4 separate regions of the Zea mays genome follow, and regions 2, 3 and 4 are each linked to region 1. The links are chromatin contacts, called in public Hi-C maps. All regions are on one chromosome and are shown on one strand. The core of a region is the stretch at or near the end of the contact, and the rest is flanking DNA. Distances in the headings are between cores, read along the strand shown. Region 1 overlaps LOC100282263 (protein YIP1). Region 2 holds the start of LOC100274584 (alpha/beta-Hydrolases superfamily protein). Region 3 holds the start of LOC542222 (fatty acid desaturase 7). Region 4 has its middle 39 kb from the start of LOC542222.

The links. A called contact is a pair of places that touch in the nucleus more often than the background predicts.
Region 2: a contact with region 1 is called in a Hi-C map of tassel, with 4 times the contacts expected there. The contact joins the promoter of LOC100274584 here to the enhancer-like site in region 1. A contact is called at or near these places in 5 of 25 Hi-C or Micro-C datasets (ear, leaf, leaf mesophyll and 2 more).
Region 3: a contact with region 1 is called in a Hi-C map of endosperm, with 3 times the contacts expected there. The contact joins the promoter of LOC542222 here to the enhancer-like site in region 1. A contact is called at or near these places in 4 of 25 Hi-C or Micro-C datasets (bundle sheath, ear, endosperm and 1 more).
Region 4: a Hi-C map of ear shows a contact between it and region 1, with 2.0 times the contacts expected there. The contact joins two enhancer-like sites. A contact is called at or near these places in 3 of 25 Hi-C or Micro-C datasets (ear, leaf and seedling).

Annotation. Positions count from the first base shown.
Region 1 is chr9:144,101,462-144,105,362 of Zm-B73-REFERENCE-NAM-5.0, reverse strand. It overlaps LOC100282263 (protein YIP1), which reads left to right. Exons shown (of 2, transcript NM_001155175.2): 2 at 978-1,439. Among protein-coding and RNA genes, the nearest start is that of LOC100282263, 7.9 kb to the left of the region's middle. Within about 2 kb of position 1,947, at least 16 of the 20 cell types and tissues checked have an H3K27ac peak or open chromatin away from gene starts, as enhancers often do. A contact at or near this core is called in ear, endosperm, root tip and 2 more, where this site is marked.
Region 2 is chr9:144,313,232-144,317,132 of Zm-B73-REFERENCE-NAM-5.0, reverse strand. It overlaps LOC100274584 (alpha/beta-Hydrolases superfamily protein), which reads left to right and starts at 2,033. Exons shown (of 5, transcript NM_001148937.1): 1 at 2,033-2,551; 2 at 3,475-3,666; 3 at 3,786-3,901. The coding sequence starts at 2,152.
Region 3 is chr9:143,932,468-143,936,368 of Zm-B73-REFERENCE-NAM-5.0, reverse strand. It overlaps LOC542222 (fatty acid desaturase 7), which reads right to left and starts at 2,211. Exons shown (of 8, transcript NM_001279611.2): 1 at 1,616-2,211; 2 at 1,406-1,495; 3 at 1,260-1,326; 4 at 1,065-1,157; 5 at 770-955; 6 at 582-662; 7 at 1-19. The coding sequence starts at 2,103.
Region 4 is chr9:143,970,893-143,974,793 of Zm-B73-REFERENCE-NAM-5.0, reverse strand. No RefSeq gene overlaps it. Among protein-coding and RNA genes, the nearest start is that of LOC542222, 39 kb to the right of the region's middle. Within about 2 kb of position 2,258, at least 9 of the 20 cell types and tissues checked have an H3K27ac peak or open chromatin away from gene starts, as enhancers often do. A contact at or near this core is called in ear and seedling, where this site is marked.

The DNA of each region.
Region 1 (3,901 bases), core at 698-3,197:
TCAATTGTCCTCATGTGGTGGCTGGCTGCCACCTCAACCTTGGTACTGTGTGCGGGAATGTAAAATCCTATCCTGTCATTTGTATAAGGCAACAAAAGGTCGAATAAGGTTGCTCGCCATTTGCAGTGGTGCTTGACGATACTCCCTAAACCAATGGTGGCGCTCAATCTTATGGCACTTAGTCCAGCTGAGATTCAGTCTGTGTTTCTCTTTATGCACTCCAGGGTCAATGGTCAATGGCCTCAAGCTTAAGTCACCACAGTGCTATGTACTGCCATGCCTCTACACTTTGTTGGGTACTCCTGTCATTGAACCCAGATCATGGAGGTCTGGAGCTGGATTAGCCTTCCAAGAGTATTGGTGAACGCTCGTCTCTTTATCAGTCTTTGCTAGGTTGGGTCTGTTGGTGAGCTCTGTTAGTTCGGTTGTTAGTTGGCTGATCCCTTGGTGATCAGAAACATGGGGGGTGGGTAGCAACTACATTGTTTTCGTTGACACGGTAATGAAATTTGGTTTTACTGTGGTGGGGAAAAAAGTGAATGCTCTTTTCTTTATTGATTGCTTGTCCTCTCGGTTAATGGAAATAGTACCTTTTAGCACAATTGGTGATGTGGTGAAGTGTAAGCATATGAAAATGATGAATATGTTGACCACGATAATATTTGTTACCCGATCCTTCACACGGTCCATTTAGCTTGTTATTGCCATATAGCCTTGTTCGGTTGCACTTTGATCGTAAGGGATTGAGGGGGATTAAATCCCTTTCTATTCATTTTTGACTAGGAAGGGATTTAGTCCTATCCAATCTCCTTTAATCCCCTCGCAACTGAACAAGCCCTAAGGATTATCTGCTAGCGCTGTTGTTTTGTACTTGTGTTTGCAACTTTGTGCATTATAAAAACTTTATATTGCTTAGGATTGCTTTTTATTGATACTGTGTACAGATTTAAAACACTATTTCTCTCCTTTCTATGCAGACTATGTTCGCAATTTGTTTAGCGGATGATGTGGACAGTGGACTGCCACCAGTCACTGGAGTGTTTTGCTATGTTGTTGCAGAACTACATAGTATCTGGCCACTTTGGGGAATTGTTCTGTAGTGATCTATTAGTTCCAGTGGGCATGGTTGGTGTTCGGTGTAGATCTTAGTAAAAAGAAAAGGAAATCGAGGTCCAGAAACAGCAAATGTGCAGTAATTAGGTTTTTGCCGAAGTATTGGTGGAAATCGTACTCTCTAGGCTTGGTCGTGGTCGGTGCAAATCTTGTTTGTTATGGTACTTACCACGACTTATATTTTTTTAGGATCACCGTGGCATTTCTTTTCTTCTTACTGTTTATTTGTCAGTGGTTCATTTTGGCAAAGAGTTTTTCTATCTTTCGATATCGTGGTAGTTAGTTACCGAATCATCATAAATCAAAAGAACGTTAGTTTTCTTTCATTTGTTACAAGTTGACCCCCGCATTGAGTTTATCTTCTGGGATAGCAAAATATGATGTTTATAATTTGTCCTCGGTGTGTTCACTCGTGTCACTATTTTCTGGTTCATACGTCAAAGGCTGGCATTATCTTATTTACATTTCTCGTTCATATGTGAAAAGGCTGACACTATCTTATTCCAAAGGGAAAAGACATCATTATATTATATATTTATAGCATGGTTGCAAGTTCTATGCTCCATCTGCCCTAAAATGTAATTTGTTTTAGACTAAGCAAACATTTATTAATTAATTTATAAATATAATTTGTATGTATGTCTATTTATTATCGTTCATTAAAAAAGGGCTAGAAATAATTATATTTTAGGACGAGGGAGTATGACAAGAGAAACATCTTTTTATTTGCCTAGCTCTATTTCAAACGTTTTGGTTGGTTAGATACTTTAGGCACTATTCAGTGCTCACTTGGGAAAAGGTTGAGGCCGTTACAGTATGATGGTCTTGGATACCCAACCTTGAATCAATGGGATGGGCCTTGCGCATCCGTTGGCTGTGGCTAAAAAACCGATTCTTGACCTTGGGAAGGGCTGCCTTTTCAGTGCCCTCTCTTCGATGGTCAGGCCGCTAAATTCTGGACAAATAGTTGGCTGCGCGATTGCACTGTAGGTGAGCTGGTCCCTAATCCTTTTCACGTAATTCCTAAACGAGCAAGGAGACAACACACTGGGCTGGTCCCTAATCTCTTTCACGTAATTCCTAAACGAGCAAGGAGACAACACACTGTTTCTCAAGCGTTGGGCTGCAGGTCCTGGACTGCTAATATCCAGGGTGCCCTCACTGTACAGGTGCTTGTTGAATACCTGAAACTCTGGGAAGTAGTTGATGATTTTACCTTGCAGCCTGTTGTTTCAGATCAGCACATATGGAAGCTAACAAATTCAGGGTTGTACACTTCTAAATCTGCTTACAACGCCTTCTTTTTAGGTTCAGTTAAGTTTGTACCTTGGAAAAGGATTTGGAAAACAAGGACCCCTCTTCGATGGAAGTTCTTCATTTGGTTAGCAATCAAGAACAGGTGTTGGACAACAGATCACCTAGCAAAGCATGGGCTGCCACACCACTGTCTTTGCCTCATCTGTGATCAAGATGTGGAGAATATACAACACATTCTTGTGTCTTGTGTCTTCTCTCGGGAGGTTTGGACCAAAATCTTTATGTGTGTTGGTCTGCAGGCATTTGCTCCCCAACCTGATGTGTGATCTTTCTCTGCGTGGTGGTATTGGGCAGCCAACAATTTGCCAAAGGAGAAGAGGAAAAGGTTTAATTCCCTAGTCATCTTTGTGGCCTAGACTCTTTGGAAGCATAGGAATGCATGTGTGTTTGAGGGTCTTAATTCTAGTGTCCCTTTAGTCTGCCAAGAAGTTAGTAAGGAGACCAAGCTTTGTTGTCATGCTGGTAACATGACACTCAAGGAGCTGCTCGATGGGGCGTGTAGGCTGGACACTTAAGTGTCATGTAGTGTCGTTTTGTTTGTCATTGTGTGTGGCGCGTTTGTTCTCTAGAGTGTTGGTGTGGTGAGGGTAGGGACGACAATGAGCTCTAAATTTAACACTATAAAATTTAAATATCAGATTAGAATTAAATCCTATTTCTATTTATTTTTGAACATAAATTTATTTAGGACTCTGTCATTTTGTGAAAAAGCATTTAGATCGAGATCTATTACCAGTCCTAAGTGAGGGACATGCCTCCTCACATGTGATATACTGTTATCTTTCTTAATGAAGTTTCTTAACGAAATGACACCGCACCTCTTATGTGTCAATCGAGGAAAAAAAGTGCTCTCACGCCTCTGTATGAAGTATGAACGAACCGCGAACGTGGGGGGACGAAATTTGGCTGCCTGTCATCCTTGTCCATCAAGCACGCGTTGCACATGCATTTAAAAGATCGTTGTCAGCACATGTGAACGAATGTCCAGGCATCCACTGAAAACGATGCATAGGCCGCTACGTGGATGAGAGGTTAGGTGCCGGTCTCATTTGGACTCTACAGGTTGCTTAATGATACTTCAACTAAACCTTTACTCTCAGAAATTAGTTTATCAATACTAGTATATGATTGCACTCAATTAAGAATCAACACCAGGAGTTGGAAGATTCCGGAGTCCCCACTCCCCACCTGCACTGCACGGAGATAAGTCATGTCCACAGCCGCATCGTGACCGTGGAGGGCGTGGTCCTCACGGCTCAAGCGAAAACATACTCCAACAGTAAAAAAAAACTATATTTCTTGGATTGTAGATTTTTTGTTCTTTCCTGTATTTTTTCCTTTAAAATTAAATAATTTCAGTAGAACTCCTATACAGTTTGTATAAAATTTATGCGTTCTAAAAAGACCTAAAAAGCATTAGTTATGTCACGTCCTAGATTGTTGTGCGCTGAGATGCAGGCAGTTTAACTTA
Region 2 (3,901 bases), core at 784-3,283, 210 kb before region 1:
GTTGCACGTCTATATATGGCCAAATGGCGGCCCAGCATGGGCCAGACGCTCGCGGGCCACAACTCTGGCTCAGGCACGCCATGCCGGCCTGCTGACTATGACGGGCAACCTGTCGGCCCATTTGATTAAATCAGCGTAAAATATTAAAAAGCGGTGCATGAGGTGGGATTCGAATCCATGCTCTGATGGAACAAGGGCGGTAAACATTAGATGAAGTTGTCTAACCAGTAGAACATCATGTTCAGATATTTTTAATATTGAATATAAATTGTATATATGTATATACGTTTTTTTAAAAAAATAAAAAAAAATATAATCGTGTCGGGCCGGACCAGCACTACAGGCCGAGGCTACAGCCCAAGCATGACACGATGTTCTTGGCTCTTGCAAGCATTAGGTTATTTCTAAGACCACATTGGCGCAATGGACTCCATGGTGTTTGAGGTTGCTGAATTGGATAGAGCAACGATGATTTATCACACTAACAGTAAAATAAAAGGTTATTTGTTTGTTTTAAACGTTAGTAATTGCTACGAAGTAGTATAACTTATATGGAGCGCATCCAATTTTTATTGATGCCTGCCTTAGCAATCACTCCATATTTTGATCCAACTTTTTTATAAGTTTGAGTTCATGTGACTTATTTTAGAAACTTGAGCTCACAAATTTTCTCTTATTTGGTCTCTGTATGGTGAAATTATGTCATTTTATAATCTCTGTTTGTTTAGTTAGTCGTTATGAACTCTCTTTTAATCGCTCACTTCATTGACCGTGTTGTACCATGATATATTGCATGGAGTAAACAATAACATGAGTTAGCCAAATCAAAAAATATTATACAGAGAGTGGATACCATCAATAAAAAATCTTGAAAATTTTTTGGTGGATAGTTTACGTGGGTATTGTTGTAAGCCGTAGCAACGCACGGGCAACCGACTAGTAGTGTTAAATTTCACGTGAAAAGATGTTTTTCCAATTAAATAAATAATTATCTGAACAATCATTTACGTACAGATACTTTAAATAAAAATTTGTGCCATTAAAATAGCTATTATAAAAAAATAACCTAAGGTAATTAATTAATTTAATTAGAGGAGTACTAAGTACCCAGTCCATTTTACTATTTTAGATTGTGTACTGTTTTAGTTTTGTTAGGTCAATCTTCTTGGATTTTGACTAAGCCTATAAGAAGAACCCAATATCTACAACATCAATTTCATTTCTAAATTTTGTTGACACAGTGCACTAAACAAATGTGTGGGATAACGTTGAAAACTTCAAATGTCTGTAAACAACTTAATTCGGACATTTACAAGAGTAGTCTCTTAAGGGCCTGTTTGTTTAACCCCATGGATTATATAATCTAGATTATTTTTGGAGGATTATATAATCTGGATTATATAATCTGAGTAGTCCCGTTTGTTTATCCAGATTATTTGAGTTGTTAATAAGATTCTTTTGTATGATGAAGACATTAATGCCAATGGTGGGTTATAATGGCAATGGTGGGTAATTTCTAGGAAACTTTAAAGGGTAGTGGGGAAGTGGGAAAAAAATAATCTGAAATAAGCACCTCCTCACTTGCTTATGGATTATCATAATCTAAAGAGTTAGATTATATAATCTCGGCAAATAAGCTGGACTGTTTGTTTGCCTCTTAGGATTATTTAATCCATATTATATAATCTGAGGGGTAAACAAACAGGCCCTAAGTTTTCTTGTTGTGAACGCAGGAACAAAATGGAAACACCACTTTTCAATTTTTGTGACCCACTCCAGCACTCCTGCATGCCAGTACAACTCCGTGGCAGTTGCGAGCCGCCGTGCCGCCTCTCACATTTCCTACGGCCTAGATCCGTGGACGCTCGTGGTCGTGGGGAAGAAAGCAACCCGGGCCCGGAACCACCAAAGCCAGAGACACCCACCAGAAACTCCTAGACTCCTAGTACAGTTTTACCCACACAGCCTAGCGGGACCTACAAGTCAGCCAAACGTCTCAAGCTCGCCATTTCGCCTCGGTTTCCAGCTCCCACTCCTCCCTTCCTCGCTTCCCAATCTCCAAACCTCTCACTTGCACGGGAGCACGTACAGCCGTACAGGCGGAGCCAAAGCGATCGGCGCCGCGGCGGCAAGACGTCGTCGGCGGCGACGATGACGTGGCACGAGGACCTGGCCACTCACGTGGGGAACACGGGCGTTCGCCTCCCCGGCGCCGGAGGTCACGCGCCGGCGGCGGCGAATGTTGCTGCGGCGGGGGCCGGGTGGTACGGGGAGGAGGAAGAGGGGAGGGCGGAGGAGGGGTGGGCGCAGCAGGCGAAGGGGTTCGCGGAGTCGACGGCGGAGATGCTGCGGGAGCTGGGCCGGGGGCTGTGGGACGTCGCCGCGCAGAGCCTCGCCGGCGCCGAGGACAGCGAGGTGGCGCGGCGGCTCCGGAAGCGGGCGGCGGCTACGGGGAAGCGCCTCAGCTTCATGAACGAGTACCTCCCCGAGGAGCGCGACCCGGTGAGGTGTTGGCTCACCGTCGCCGCAGTCGCATTCGTCTCGCTCCTAGGTAACCGCTGATCTCGCGTCCGCCGCTCTTGTCCGCGTCAGCGCCGCTACGCCCCGCGCTCGCGTGACGCGTCTCTGCTTCTAGCTGAGCCTGCAACTGTGGTTCGTGGCGTCACGCAACATGCTGTATGGGTTTTGTCTCGTATTTGTTCTTTTACGGGGATGGATCTAACTGACTGTGGAGAATCGGGAATAAACTCGTGTTTCAGTTTCTGTTGCGGGTTTTATTTTGAATTTTGGATTGTAACTTCTCTCTGTGAGCAGATATCTAGTCTGTAGTACGTTTCACTGTCCAGTTGGTGGGAAAACGTGGCATTCGCAACCATACATTTTCAGACCCTGGGGTCATGCCTAGTTTACTCGCTCAACGTTGCGTTGACAAGAAGAACCCACAACTACACTACTGTTTCATGCGTATTCTGGGTTTGTGTTTGATCCGCTGAATCATTGCAATGGTTAAGGATACCACTAGTCAATTGTTTTACCTTTTGAGTTCCTTGTCACGGAATGGGACAAGGGGAACTGTTTCATCCTATTTCATTCACATATGTACAGATGGTTTGTCTAGTGTGTCTAGTTTAAGTAATTGATTTCCATGGAGAGCACTGTTTATTTCTCATTTTAGTCCGATTTACTCTGTCACTGATTTATTGTGTACATTTTGTGATCAGTTTGGTTCATTGTGGGCCAAAGCTTCTTGCTTGAGAACTGCAACATGTTAATTTATATATGTTTCGAATAATTTATGAATTTAATGTGACATCTTCCATGATATCATAATGTTATAAATTTATGGCCATCCAGTTATAATAGCACAATGCAAAATATATTCATTAGTGCCGAAATGTTCACACCTGATACAGTTTGTCCGTGTAGAGATCAGTGCACCACTTTAATTGCTTAATGAGAATGTTCTCCATGCAGTTTTAGGTTTTGGGAGTGGCAATGAAACTCCAGTAGAGCTTCCAAAGAAACTTATCATCGGCCCCCCAAGTGCTGATAGAATCCAACTTCCTGATGGACGGCATCTGGCTTATCAAGAACAAGGAGTTTCAGCTAACAGAGCAAGATTTTCACTGATTTATCCTCATTCTTTTCTTTCATCAAGGCTAGCAGGTAGGGAGTCTAGTCGAGTTGGTATGGCATGTTAGTTTATCAGAGCGTTACATCATTTACCGGACACTGTTGGCATTTCCATGCTTCCTATTTGATCTACATTGTTCTTTCTCATGCAGGAATCCCTGGAATTAGAGCATCTCTTCTGGAAGAATTTGGAGTACGACTTGTGACCTATGATCTTCCTGGTTTTGGTGAGAGCGATCCACACATAGGCCGGAATCTCAATTCTTCT
Region 3 (3,901 bases), core at 962-3,461, 170 kb after region 1:
CACGCAGATAACTCCACTCCTAATATAGAAAAAGAACAATGTGGCATCAGTAACTAGTCTACTTTCAAAAGGAAGAATCTGGATAGAGTACTTTAAAATTAACAGTGGTCGATAATCTGAAAAGTAAAAGGCGAAAGGATAGAACTTTGATTTGCAATATCCACCACTAGGGTTTATATGATTCAAGGTGTCTCAAGTTCTAGCTGCCCGTTTGCAAACAAAGTGAGTCCAGATGTCGAATAACTATCAGTCTACCAAACATATGTGTACCAGCAATAACAGAGAACCTACAGACGCTGAAGTCAAGTGTTGTCGTGGAAAGCAGCCAGTTTTATCCAAAATTCAGGTGACTGAAACGATGAAGGCACTGTGCATCTAACATTTGTGGCATGGTGTGTCCTTAGGCATCTTCCATTTCTAGGACTAGATGTATTATGATTCTACAACTCGCTGCAATTAATAACATCCTGACTTAGCTGATGTAAGCATTCAGAAGCTTATAAGCAACCAAAAAATGGACGACACTAGTTTTTGAAGATTGAAACATCAACAAATTGGAAAACGGCTTTGCTAATGATCACCTTTCCACGGTACCAGGGAAGCTTGTCTTCGTGGCCATGATGGTGCAAGTATGTGACCATATCCAGCCAAGCAACAAATACCTGCACACACCAGCAGGAACATAAATTTACAGCACCACAGACACCACCCATTCAAATTATCTTTTTTTGCAGAAGTTGGGCCGAAGAGGAGGGCATGCCGCTCTTACCAAGTATGGGACTCCGTAGAGCTTTAGCATCGGAACAGGACCCATCAGAAAGGTGAGACCGGCCAGAACACCAACCATGGCCAGCCAGGACGCCGTCGATGTTATGATGTCATTCTTTTCAGTAGGTTGGAACAGATCACTGCCTGGGTTGAAGTGTGATCCTGACTTCCCTGGACTCCTCGCAAACTACATAACACACATGAACCCGCATGGCAGGAATTTAGCACCACTACCACGCTGTAAAACAGAAAACGTCCGATTCATGCGTCATCGATAGACATGTTCTTAGCCTCACCAAGTATAACGGGAACGCGAGCAAGGGGAACGGCATGGTGAACCGCAGTTTCCTAGTCATAAAGTCCAGGCTTTTGTACAGCCTCTCTGGTAGCTGCAAGTAATCGCAATCCGAGAAACCATCATTCATCGACATGCGCCATCAGCAATAACTTGTGAAGCTCCAACAAAAGAGGGAGAGCGACAGGAAACCTACCGGGTGCCAGGACTCGTCCTTCTCAACGTGACCGTGGTTTTGATGGTGCGTCCTGTGGCTAATCCTCCTGAAATTCCATTCACTTACAACATCAACGATGATCCTCGACAGAAACTAACGAGCATAGGAAACATGGGTAATCCTACCATCCGTGGTATGGCACAAGAATGGAGGAATGGAGTATGTGGCCGACGACGCTGTTTAACTTGGGGTTGTTCGAGAAGCTCCCGTGTCCACTGCAAACAGCAGATATGCAGCAGGAGTCAAAGGCCTAAAACTGGCATGAATGAAAATAACAGGACAAAAAAAAGAGTATCCAATGTTGGGCACGGGACCGTGGAGGGCTGGAGGCCTACCAGTCGTGGCCGAGGACGAAGAGCGCCCAGAACATGGTGCCCTGCGCGGCCCAGTAGAGCGGCCAGACGAGCCAGCTGTCGAGGCGCGCGGCCGCTGCGGCGAGGCCCAGGACGACGGCGACGTCGCGCAGCACGTAGCTCATGGAGCGCCAGGGGTCCTTGACCCAGCAGTGCTTGGGGATGGCGGCGCGGATCTCCGCCAGCCCGAACGGCGGCGGCGCCCCCGGGTCGAACTCCCCGCCGGCCGCCGCGCCCTCCTCCTGCCCCGGCGCGGCGCTCGGCTTGTCCTCCTCGACGGCGGCGGAGGCGAGGCGGGTGGGCGCGGAGACGCGGAGCGCCCAGTCGCGGTGGATGGACGCGGACGCGGGACGACGGCGCGGCGCCGCGGAGAGCGCGGGGGGTGACGGCGCCGCAATGGCGCCCCGGCCGGCGCGCAGGCGGCGGAGCGGCGCGAGGCCGCAGCACTCGGAGAGCACGAGCCGGGCCATTGCCGCCGTCAGCGGGGCGGGTGGATGGATGGATGCCTGGATTGATGGCAATTGGTTACAGTCCAGTCCACACACACACACCCCCGCCGCTGCCGCCGGTCTTCTGCGTTCGGGACGGGGGTTTGAGTTGAGCGTGCGGTGGTAGAGTGGCCTGGCTTGTCAGGGCAGGCTGAGAGAATCCAAGTACTTTTATACCGGGCGCGCGAGGCCACCGTAACAGGCGAGCCGGAGATCGGCACGCCGCCGCACGCGGTGCGGTGGACTCGGACCGGAGAACCGGAACGCGGTACCGGACTGGAATGTGGGTCGGGCGCGAATCGAGAGGAGCTGAGGCACGTGTGAATCGTTGCGGGTCGGGTCAGGGGAGCTTCGACGCCGGCGAGCGTGCCTGCTTTTTAATACGTGTTGACTCCCTTGGGTTGGGTTGGGTTGGGTTGGGCCTCGTGTGGAAATCGCATGGTATCATGGTATGCGTAGTGCTCTGCTCATCCATAGCAGCTAGCTAGCAAGAGGAGACAAGTCCATGATCAGTTCTTAGTTGGTCATATCCCCCAACCCCCAACGAAGTACACTGTACACGTACAACAAAAGTACATGTTAATGTCGAAGCGAAGAATGATGCATGGTGGTTTGTAAGCTTTTTTTTTTTTTTGTAGCCAACTGACGCACAAGCTCTATCTAAAGAACATTACGAGCTAGTAACAAGTTGGCCTGTTTTTTTAATGATAAAGTCGTCTCAGTAGCCAACAACTTAGCTCGGTTATAAATGTACGTGTAGCAACTTATCAAGGAGTATATATATTTTGAGTAGTCATGTTCTCACAGCATTATTATATATTTATATTGAACTCTGAGAGACATATACAAAATGCGTCTCCGTTTTCGATGGTCCCTATGTTCCGTACCAGTACAGTACTAGGGCCTGCACTGGTCAAGATATACGACTTCTTTGCAACAAAGCAAACGGGAAAATAAAAAAGAGACGGCTTGTTACCTTACTAGTACGGTGCATGTGAAAGCCTGTAACGTGCCGTGGTGCAGGTGCGCCCACGTAGCCGGGCGCTCTTGGCTGGTGGTGGTGGAACTCGCGGCCCCCGGGCACCGTCGATCGACCAGAGGACGGTGGTGGCGCGCCGAGATATTTTTCCTCTCTCCAAGAGATGGACGGACGTCGGCGCGCGGTGCGATCTGGCTGACACGGCCAGCCCCCGCGCGGGGGAAGGGAATCTTGGGCGGATCCTACCTTTTTTTGGTGCGACGTGGTGTGGACCTGGTGGTGGGGCTCGGCTCGGATCCTAGTCCGTGGCCGGAGCAGGATCTAACGACCGGTAGGGTCAGGTTTTGATTAGGCTTGTCGTTAAATAAAATTAAATAAAAATACTAATATCAGTAGGTCATGGAAGCTTAATTATTATACTAGGTGTGTGCCCGTGCGTTGCCACGGAAGTCAAAATTTAGTTCTAAAATAGTAATCATTTTAGAAAATTAGTGAATTCAAACAATACTGATGTATATGTTTTATAGTTACATACTCGTGCATTGCTATGGTTTCTATATATATCACACAGGTAGACATTATAGTCTTTGATGATTCATTCACGCACTCCATCTACATGCATAAGTTTTAATAAAATATATAAAGACTATCTTAAACTCTTTGATGCAATAGCTCAAAGTATAACAACTTGGATCTCCACGGAGATGCATGCTACATGCAAGCAATAGACCAGGCAACCATCAAAGCAGTTTAATACTGATAATATTTCTCAATTGGAGCTACACAGTGACAGCTACACAG
Region 4 (3,901 bases), core at 1,009-3,508, 130 kb after region 1:
CTAGTTTATGATATATATTGATACAAATTATACTACATGGTGTAGCTATTTATGCAATTCGTTACACTGCGTAAAAAATCTGGCATGTTGTTCACTGGTGGACGCATCTCCGGGTTGGAGCGTAATAACCTTAAGTTTTGAGCATAAGATCCTTCAATTATAAGCGTAAATACCGAGCCAATGTGAGAGGTTGATAGCTCTAGTAGGTTGTTATTACGATCCTATTTTTATGGCAGATCCGAAAAACATGGCAGCCGCATGCATGCGGTTATACAGATCCAAAAATTATGGCAAGATGCATGCATGAGTCAAACACGTTCCCTTGCATGCGCGTAAATTTAGGAAAGATGTGTGTGGCGATTTCTACTTTAAATGCTTTATTTCCTCCATAAATTTAGGATCGCTCCAACAGCCATGCAGATAGATCGTAATATCCATTTTATGATATATACTCATACTAAATATGCCACACTGTGTAGGTATTTATGCAATTCGTCACACTGCGTAAAAAATCTGGCATGTTGTTCACTGGTGGACGCATCCCCGGGTGGAGCGTAAAAATCTTAAGTTTTGAGCATAAAATCACTAAATTATAAGCGTAAATACCGAATCAATGTGCGAGGTTGATAGCTCTAGTAGGTTGTTATTACTATCCTATTTTTATGACAGATCCGAAAATATGGCAGCCGCATGCATGCGGTTTCTATTTTTATACAGATCCAAAAATTATGGCAAAAATCGTGGGAGTTTCCATTGCATGCGCGCAAATTACAAACAGCATAAATCAAGGAATTGTCTTTCCAATGTGCATGCAGTAAACTGATATACAAACTTTGTGTTTAAGCATAAAATCGTACAGTTTTTGGCGTAAATAATACATGTGATAGGCATAAAACACAATAATCGAAAAGAAAACTACGCTGGATCAGAGGATGTCACGCGCGATCATCGTTGCGCGCATCTCGGGCCTTCCGTGACAACACTCGCTCGAAGATCGCGCCTCATACGTCGCCGTCGCTACTCGCACGTCGACGGGCGTCGCTTGCTCGCCGGCCTTGGAAGTGCCGCCTCCTCGGGACCTCGGGGACGCCGCCGCTTGCCCGCACAAGGGCCCCGCTGTCGCTCGCCCTCTGGATCGGGGAGCCGCCGCCACCGACCTGGGAACTGCCGCCACTACTCCGGATCGAGGAACCTCCGCCACCGTGCGTCAAGGTCATGGAGTTGCGGCCACCGGCTGGGGATCCACCGTCGCGCACGCTTTGGGGCAACCGTCGTCGTCGTCGCACGCGGCGTCGCTAATGAATCTGGGTGGAGTGTAAAAAACTGAACCCTAGCACTCTGGGTCTTGTTTATAGACGTCTGGATGTGGTCCGACTCGACCGGATTGCACCGTCCGACCTGGGCTTCCTCTAGTTATTGGAAGCCCAAGGCTCCTAATATATAAACTATATATATATATATAGTCTTTTGGAGATACTCTAAGCATGCATTAGGCCACACTAATTAACCAGCACAAAATGTATACTACTAGTTATCGTACTAATTAGGCAAAGTCGTTTTATTGAAAAAGTGAACCAGGGAGAACTAGTTTTATTATGAAAAACAGTTTGCAGATTTCACCAACTAAGGGTGTGTTTGGTTCAGCTTTCTTAACCAGATTCACTATTAAAAATTTGAAATCACGACTAAATAGGTATAACAGCAGAATAAATTCTTGAAAAGCAATAGATACTCTAGTTCAATTCAGATTCACCTTCTACCCCATATTTTATAGATTTATGTCATCCATATTAACAAGCTATCATACATTTATAGAATCAACCAAACATATTTTAACTTTTCTATAACCGTCAGCTCAAGGCAGCTTACTTACGGTTCATAACTTAAAATTGAATTTTCAGAATTCTATAGCTGAACCAAACGGACCATACAACTCAGATACTTTTAGTACTAAATCAATTTTTATTAATTCTTGTTTTGTCTACTCCAAACCAAGTTTAATTTTGGTAAACGTAGATGTAACGTGTCATCAGGTGGCAGATTCAATAATGAGGAATGCAGGATAGAGCGGGACACAAGTCACATAGCACTTTGGGGTAGCAATATCTAACGGCAGGGTTGTTGTCACGCACATGTTTCAGACTTGGATGGGCCAAAAGAAAATTTAGTTAAAGATTGGTAGCTCATGCTCCGCGTCCTGATCTGGCCAACTCAGCTTATGTTCGCATCCCACTTGGGCTTCTTTTGACTCCAACCAGATGATCTCCGACCATGACACCATGTCACCATTGACAGTGCCCCCAGCAAAATAGCCAGACACAATCATTCATGGTATCGTCCTTATGATGCGATGCCCGTACGGTTTCTCTTTTACAATAGTGAGTTCCTCTTTCACAATAGTGTATGAATAATCGTTCTTCCTGCACTAGTATAGTGCGCGCGTCCTGCGCACATGTATTCGAGAAGATATGAAAAACATTGAGTTTCACATAGAGGTGGAAGTCTCCAGTAGTACAGAAGGTGGTATGTGTTCATTCATTGATACGTATACAATGGCAAAAAGAGAAAAAAAAAGACATAGGTGTCAGAGATACGTCTAAGAGACAATCATACACAGTTCGGATTAGGGTCCAACTGAGATTAAAGGTTTAATGGGATGCAACACATTAACACGTTCTAAATAGATAGAAAGGGGATAGGGTTAAATCATTCCACTACATGTGTAAATCCTAGTCGTCGCTTTCTTCAGACCTAGTCGTGAGACTCTCGATGTGTGTGTGATGCTAGCACACCGGCGCAAAGGCGTTCCATCCCCGTACGTGTGGACATCGTGGAGTCGCAACTGCGACTGTTGTGCTGACAAACCGTGAGGAGGAGGCGATCATGATCGGCTACTTTCTCTCCATCGACGCGCGCCTACGTTGGATCGCTGCTCCAACTCGTCTTCCGTTGCGCTGCTCGTCTAGTGAAAATGATCCATGATCTACTTGCAAGTTTCCTAGGTGACGTGGTAGATGTGTCTAGCATGTTTTCTAACGGTTGGTAGGTGTTCATTCATTGATAGTGTATCCAACAGCAAAAACAAAAAGAGGAGACCACCTTCGAGCTATGCTCTTGCGATTTATATATAGTAAGTAGATGTACTAGCGCCTATGCCACTTGGCCGAAGTGCTAGTTTAAAAATACGTGCGTCTAATTTTTATACTTTTATAAAGTTGTCATAAATTATTATTTTTTATACTTTTATAAAGTTGTCATAAATTATGAAACAATGAGATTGAAATGTCCTAATTTAGTTTTGGTAATTCGGTGATAACTTAGGTGGACTCTCAAGATAAGTTATGACCTCAAAGATTCTTATTGAAGATTTTGGCGGTGGTCTTCTCTTGCACATGTAAGATGTTTACCATCTTGTTAAGACACCTTCTCACATAGCTACACAAGGACTCTCTTTTTCTTTGTATTATTTGCTCAAGATGGTATTGAGTCTGGATACTTTCTGCCCTAAAGCGACTCATGAATATGTATGCTAATCCTTCCTAGGAGTTGACAGAATCTACAGGTGGACCCAATAATAATTTCTTGGTATACAATTGTGGCACTTGATGAAGTAGTTTGCCATAATGAAGGGTCCTCCTTCTGTCGACAAGATGGACAAACAATAAATTTCTAACCATCCTACCGAGTTAGTATTCCTGTTACAAGCTTCAATGCTCACAGGATCAAAATCCCTAGGCCATTGGACTCCTTTCAAGTGCTCTATGAAATCCATGACTAAGAGGATTGTCGGATTGGCGTTGGCATTCTGGTCGGCATGACTTGGCTTTCCCCTGCGGAGGATCTCTGTTTTCATTAGAGCTCGTCATACCTCTAGCATATAAGGTTGAATAGGTCACCATGC